Linked DNA regions of Mus musculus: region 1 is linked to region 2. A link is a contact called in public HiChIP or PLAC-seq data. All regions are on one chromosome and are shown on one strand. Each heading gives the region's core, a stretch centred on a gene start, on an enhancer-like site or on the middle of the called end of the contact. The rest is flanking DNA. Distances are from core to core; before and after follow the strand shown.

Region 1 (2,898 bases), core at 394-2,893, 87 kb before region 2:
CATTCTCTGAAATGCATGCCCGCTACACCAAGGACCAGGTCTTACAGCAATTAAACATTGGCTTTGATGGAAACCACCGGACTGCTTTCCAATGTGGCTTGTATTTTATCCTCCAGCCAACAATGTGTTAGTGACCCTGTTTCTCCCCAACCTGCCAGCATGTAGTTTTCTCCGCCATTCTGACAGACATGGAGTGACATGTGCTGTAGCTTAGGTAGTATTCCTCTAAGGCTGGTAGCATCTGGCCTTCTGGGCTGTGCTGGTGGCATCTGGCCTCTTGGCCTGTGCTGGTGGGATCCAGCCTCCTGGGCTGTGCTGGTGGCATCTGGCCTTCTAGCCTGTGCTGGTGGGATCTGGCCTCCTGGCCTGTGCTGGTGGGATCTGGCCTCCTGGCCTGTGTTGGTGGGATCTGGCCTCCTGGCCTGTGCTGGTGGGATCTGGCCTCCTGGCCTGTGCTGGTGGGATCTGGCCTCCTGGCCTGTGCTGGTGGCATCTGGCCTCCTGGCCTGGCTTCTTTCCCACTTCTGTTGGGCCTCCTCAGTGGAATGTCTGATGTGTTTCCCAGGTTTTCTAGATGGACACTTTTTGTTTGTTTTTATAGCCCTGGGGTTTGAACCCTGGGTACTCTACATGCTAGGCCACTACTCTACCACCAACTTATATATCCCAGCCCCACTTTAAGTTTATGACAGGGTCTCATTAAAGTTCCCAGGCTAGCTATTCTAGTTTACTTTCTGTTACTGTGATAATACATTAGAAAGTACATAATATAAAATAAGCCAGGGTTTATTTCATTGTATTTCATCCTCTGAGTAGCTGACAGGGAAACAAATATTATATAATTTGTTATAATTTATATATTGGAGCCTGTGATTTACTTTGCGCATGCGTGCTCTCTGTGTGTGAAGATCAGCACTTAGACTGGGGTTTTGCCTGAGGACTGTCAGTTGTTCCAATTATTTGTTGAAAAGGTGGTCTTTCCCTCTTGGAATTGTTTTGAACCTCTGTCTAAAAGTCGGCAGGTTTGCTGTGCATGGGAACTCCTGCAACTGTTCCAACAGGGTCTGCAGCTCTTTCCCCACCAGGTTGTTGTCATTAGTATAGGGTGATCTCAGAGCACAGTCCCCTGAGGTCCTTTTGTCTGGTTCGGTTCTCAGAGGGTAGTCTCCTCAGACCAAGAGTTGTTCATATCTCTGATTTGTCCTGATAACAGTTCTAGGTCTCTACATACAAGAAGGAGAATGACGGCCGGGCAGTGGTGGCGCATGCCTTTAATCCCAGCACTTGGGAGGCAGAGACAGGCAGATTTCTGAGTTCGAGGCCAGCCTGGTCTACGGAGTGAGTTCCAGGACAGTCAAGGCTATACAGAGAAACCCTGTCTCGAAAAACCAAAAAAAAAAAAAAAAAAAAAAAACGGAGGAGAATGAGCAGTAAGCACGGTTTCCTACAGAAGAGCTCCCTGAGTTGATGACCCACAAATGTTGCATGTTCTGTCCTTGGGTTTTCAATTGTTCTTTGAAGCTGCAATGCCTGGTTAAGGGGGTGTGTAATATTCACTTCCTCACCTGCCTTTACAAGGAAGCCAAGCTGCCCTAAGGGAAGGTGACCTTCCTCAGCCTACCCCAGAGTAAGGGGTGTGGCTTTTAGAATAATAAACAGCTGGAAGCTGGAGCTGAGGCAGGAAGTACTGCAGGACTTCCAGGCAGGCAGAGATGCTGAGGGAAACAGGAGGAAGAAGAATGGAGGCTCGGCTGGAGTTGAGCAGAGCTGGAGTCCGGCTCTGAGGAACCATGTGGAGAGATGAAATGGCGGAGAATTGGACACTAGCTGAGAGACTGAGTCAGCAAAAAAAATAAATAAATAAAAATTAAAATCCCAATGCCTTTAAACTATACAGATGTCTCCACGCCTTAACTGAACCTCAAGCAGGAGCCTTAAAAACCTGGCAAACATTGAAATCACATCCTCAGGCCAGGGCTAGAGGGTCAGGGAATACTTTCAGTTACTCTGTCCCCTTTCCCCATCAGTGTGAATTATTTTATCAGATGGTCACATAGTTGCATTCCTTGAGAAGTTAAGAGGTAGCTAGTTAAAGGCCAGTATACGTGTGGTCTGGAGACATGGCCCAGTGGTTAAAGAGCGCTGGCTGTTCTTGCAAAGGACCCAGGTTCTATTCTTGCTTTGTTTTGTTTGTTGTTTTTGTTTTTGTTTTTGTTTTTGTTTCAAGACAGGGTTTCTCTGTGTAGCCCTGGCTGTCCTGGAACTCACTTTGTAGACCAGGCTGGCCTCGAACTTAGAAATCTGCCTGCCTCTGCCTTGCACCAGGGTCTATTCTTAACAGCCCTGTGGTGCTAACCATCTGTAACTCCAAGGCATTTGAGGCACTCTTCTGACCCCCATAGGCACAAGCATATTGCACGTAGACATACACGCAAACAAACACCTACACACAAAAGCAACAACTGAGGAGGAGGTGGAAGAGGAAAATGAAGAAGATCACAACAAAACTTACTAAGATCCTTGGGCCATTAGCCATGATAGGAGTTCCTGGCTTGTACCTGTGACCTTGATCCAGGCTCACATTGTCACAAGTTCTGAGATCCTCAGGCCACATTTGGACCAACCTTGGGGCATCATTACTGCACCAGCTGCTTTGCTTAGTTTTGTGTATGGCTGCAGTTCTCCCAGCTCAGGAGCTGATCTTTGAGACTCGTAACACTCTAATGAATGAATGCACGAACGAATGAATGAATGAGTGAACCATTTCCTCAGTGTGCCAAGTTCCCACCTGAGTATCCTGAATGGGATCCTTGCAGCCAAAGTTATAAGCTCGGAACTCGCCTCCGGTCAAGGCAGCAAGCTCCTTCAAGAACTCGTTCGCAACCTCATCGTTGTAAC
Region 2 (2,714 bases), core at 188-2,687:
TCCTAAAGGTGACAAAGACTTGTGGGCAACTTCTTGTTATGTACACATCCTTTAAGCACACCTGGCACAATCGAAAGGCCTTTTAGAATGCAAAGAGGTAGACAGCAGACAAGAAGAACGAAAAGGCCGTGCGTCTATATTCTTGTCTACTCCTCAAAGGCCAGCACCATTTCTCTGCAGCATCGTGGCGCCAGGGATGGAACCTGGGACTTTGCGCATGCTCAACAAGTGCTTGTCCACTGAGCCATGCCCCAGCCCCTGCCATACCTCATGGCTTCTCTGAAGACCTCAGCTTTCAGGGCCCTTGGCATGAAACTGTGTTGTGCGGCTTTTTCCCAATGATGCAATTGCCATTGAGTCCCTTGTACCCTTTTGAGTAAACCCTATAAACTCTGGTTCCGTGGGCTAGATTCAACGGACCCTTTCTGGGGTTAAGCAGGTGGTTGTTCCCATTCCTGTAGACCTAGGAAAAGTCACAGAAAGATCTCAGGGGGTGTGGCGGTGGGTTTATGTGGGCAAAGACACCTCTGCTCTGTGGTGATTTTAATGTGGACCAGTTTAAAACAGTTCTAGTTCACCAAACCCAGAGGTCCAATTTTAAATTATTAAAAACAGTCGGCCCTCTCTATCCACAGGGCCTATATTCTCAAATTCAACCAACCTAGGGTAGAAAATATCTAAAAATGAACTGCATGGATACTGACTATGAACAGGTTATTTATTGTTATTATTTCCTATCCAATATGATATAAGATGTATTCACACAGCATTTATACTGTGTTGGGTATTATAAATCATCTAGCGATAACATATAGAATTGAATGGGTTTTAATGCAAATGCTGTGTTCTGCCAAGTATCTGTTGAGGATTGTGATGGATACTAGTTGTCTACTTGACCACTTCTGAAATCAGCTGAAAACAAGTCCCTTAGCATTCCTGTGAGGGATTTTCTTGATTGGATCCTTTGAGATGGGAAGACCCGCCCTAAATCTGGGCCACACCTTCTGGAGGCAGCCCACATGAATGGACATAAAGAAGGAAGCTTTTTCTTTTTGCTTGCTTGCCCTCACTCTCACTGGCAAGTTCATTACCCTGTTGCTGAGGCATTCCTTTGCTGGTGTTAGCGCCTACTCCTTCAGGGGTACAATGTAGGCTGAAGACCAGCATCCTCTAGGAATCCTCCGATACTCTAGCACCAGACCTGGGCACCCAGTCTCCTGGGCTGAACTACTAGGAATTCTTGGCCTTTCCAACGGGAGGTAGTCATTGTTGGGCTAGCTGAAGCACAGTTTGTGAGCCACTGTAATAAATCCCCTTTCAATAGATATGTTCTTTCTACTAATCCTCTTTCTTTAGACAATCTTGACTAACACAGGGCTCCTGGGAGCGCCTCCTACAGATTCCAAGGAAATAATAGTCCCAGTGGCTCTCAGAGGTGTGTCTCCAACAAGACTTCAGACTTCAGTTGTGGGTCCTAGCCTGACGTGAGTGAGCTCTCCGCCTGCCAGCGCTGGCCCCTCGTCCAATCTGGCTCCGGCAGGTAAGAACAGCCTCCATTTGTCTCTTGGGTGACTCTGGAGATTACTCTCATACTGACTTTTTTTCACCGTCATTTTCAAAATACAGTACATAAAGGGTTTTCTTCTGAGCGAGAGCTCTCGGTACTCTTCTCTTTCAGGCTCTGGGCTTCCTTCCCCAGCTGCTCAATAACTTCATCGTTAAGCCACTGCCCAAAGAAAACAGGAAATGGGAATCCCTCTGGCCCCTGGGATCTTTTGTTGTTTCTTGGTGGAGGGTTTGTTTGTTTATTTGTTTCTTTTTCTTTTTCAAGACAGGGTTTCTCTTTGTAGCCTTAGCTGTCCTGGAACTTACTCTGTACACCAAGCTGGCCTCGAACTTAGAGATTCCCCTGCCTCTGCCTCCTGAGTGCTGGAATTAAAGGCGTGTATCTCCACCACTTAGCCCCTGAGATCTTAATGTGGCCGCAGCCTCTTTCCGTGGGACTGAGGGACCTGTGACTCACGTTGTATAGTCTGCCATCTTCTGCTGTGTAGATCTGTGGGAACAGGCCATCAGCATACCGAGAAGCCACGAGTCTCCTCAAAGAAGTCACATAATCTGTATTTGTATAAAGACAATCAAAACGGCGTATCAGCAAAGACTCTCTTGTTTTTAAACATTTTCCTCAATAATTTGTAATGCTTTGTATTCTGTCCTAAGTCATAAGGTCTCTCAGGAACTATGATAAACATAAGTGCTTATGACATGCAGAAGTCTTGGAAATCATGTGGGGTGGGGTGGAGTTCATTTCCTGCTTCTTTTAGCTAGAACAATTGAGGCAAAGTTCAAAATCACAGCATGAAAACCGTGCTGCCAGGTGGTGGTGGCACACGCCTTTAATCCAGCACTTGGGAGGCAGAGGCCGGTGGGTTTCTGAGTTCGAGGCTAGCCTGGTCTACAAAGTAGGTTCCAGGACAGCCAGGGCTATACAGAGAAACCCTGTCTCGAAAAAATAAAATAAAATAATAATAAATAAATAAATAAGCAAATAAATAAATAAATAAATAAATAAAAACCGTGCTTAACACCTCGAGTCTTACTGAAGGTTTGGACTTAATTTACATAACTTGGGGGGAAAAAATGGGCACGCATGTTAGTCACCATTTTAATCCCAATACCTGGGAAGTAGAAGCAGGAGGATGAGGAGTTCAAAG

Evidence for each region. HiChIP or PLAC-seq counts read pairs in DNA pulled down with a chosen protein or histone mark.
Region 1: an H3K27ac HiChIP or PLAC-seq map of embryonic stem cells shows a contact between it and region 2, with 13 read pairs. The contact joins two enhancer-like sites. A contact is called at or near these places in 7 of 484 Hi-C or Micro-C datasets (8-cell embryo, Th1 cells, embryonic stem cells and 2 more), 3 of 115 datasets of contacts at active chromatin or transcription factors (all in embryonic stem cells) and 2 of 9 other capture datasets (adipose tissue and pancreatic islet).

What each region holds. Positions count from the first base shown.
Region 1 is chr1:37,128,951-37,131,848 of GRCm38.p6, reverse strand. Vwa3b (von Willebrand factor A domain containing 3B) reads right to left here. Exons shown (of 28, transcript NM_001370828.1): 14 at 2,789-2,898. Among named protein-coding and RNA genes, the nearest start is that of Gm37020, 20 kb to the left of the region's middle. Within about 2 kb of position 1,643, at least 11 of the 459 cell types and tissues checked have an H3K27ac peak or open chromatin away from gene starts, as enhancers often do. A contact at or near this core is called in embryonic stem cells, where this site is marked.
Region 2 is chr1:37,041,699-37,044,412 of GRCm38.p6, reverse strand. Vwa3b (von Willebrand factor A domain containing 3B) reads right to left here. Exons shown (of 28, transcript NM_001370828.1): 3 at 2,024-2,118. It overlaps Gm39626 (a long non-coding RNA gene), which reads left to right. Exons shown (of 3, transcript XR_865352.2): 2 at 1,357-1,540; 3 at 1,679-1,846. Among named protein-coding and RNA genes, the nearest start is that of Gm39626, 3.3 kb to the left of the region's middle. Within about 2 kb of position 1,437, at least 26 of the 459 cell types and tissues checked have an H3K27ac peak or open chromatin away from gene starts, as enhancers often do. A contact at or near this core is called in embryonic stem cells, where this site is marked.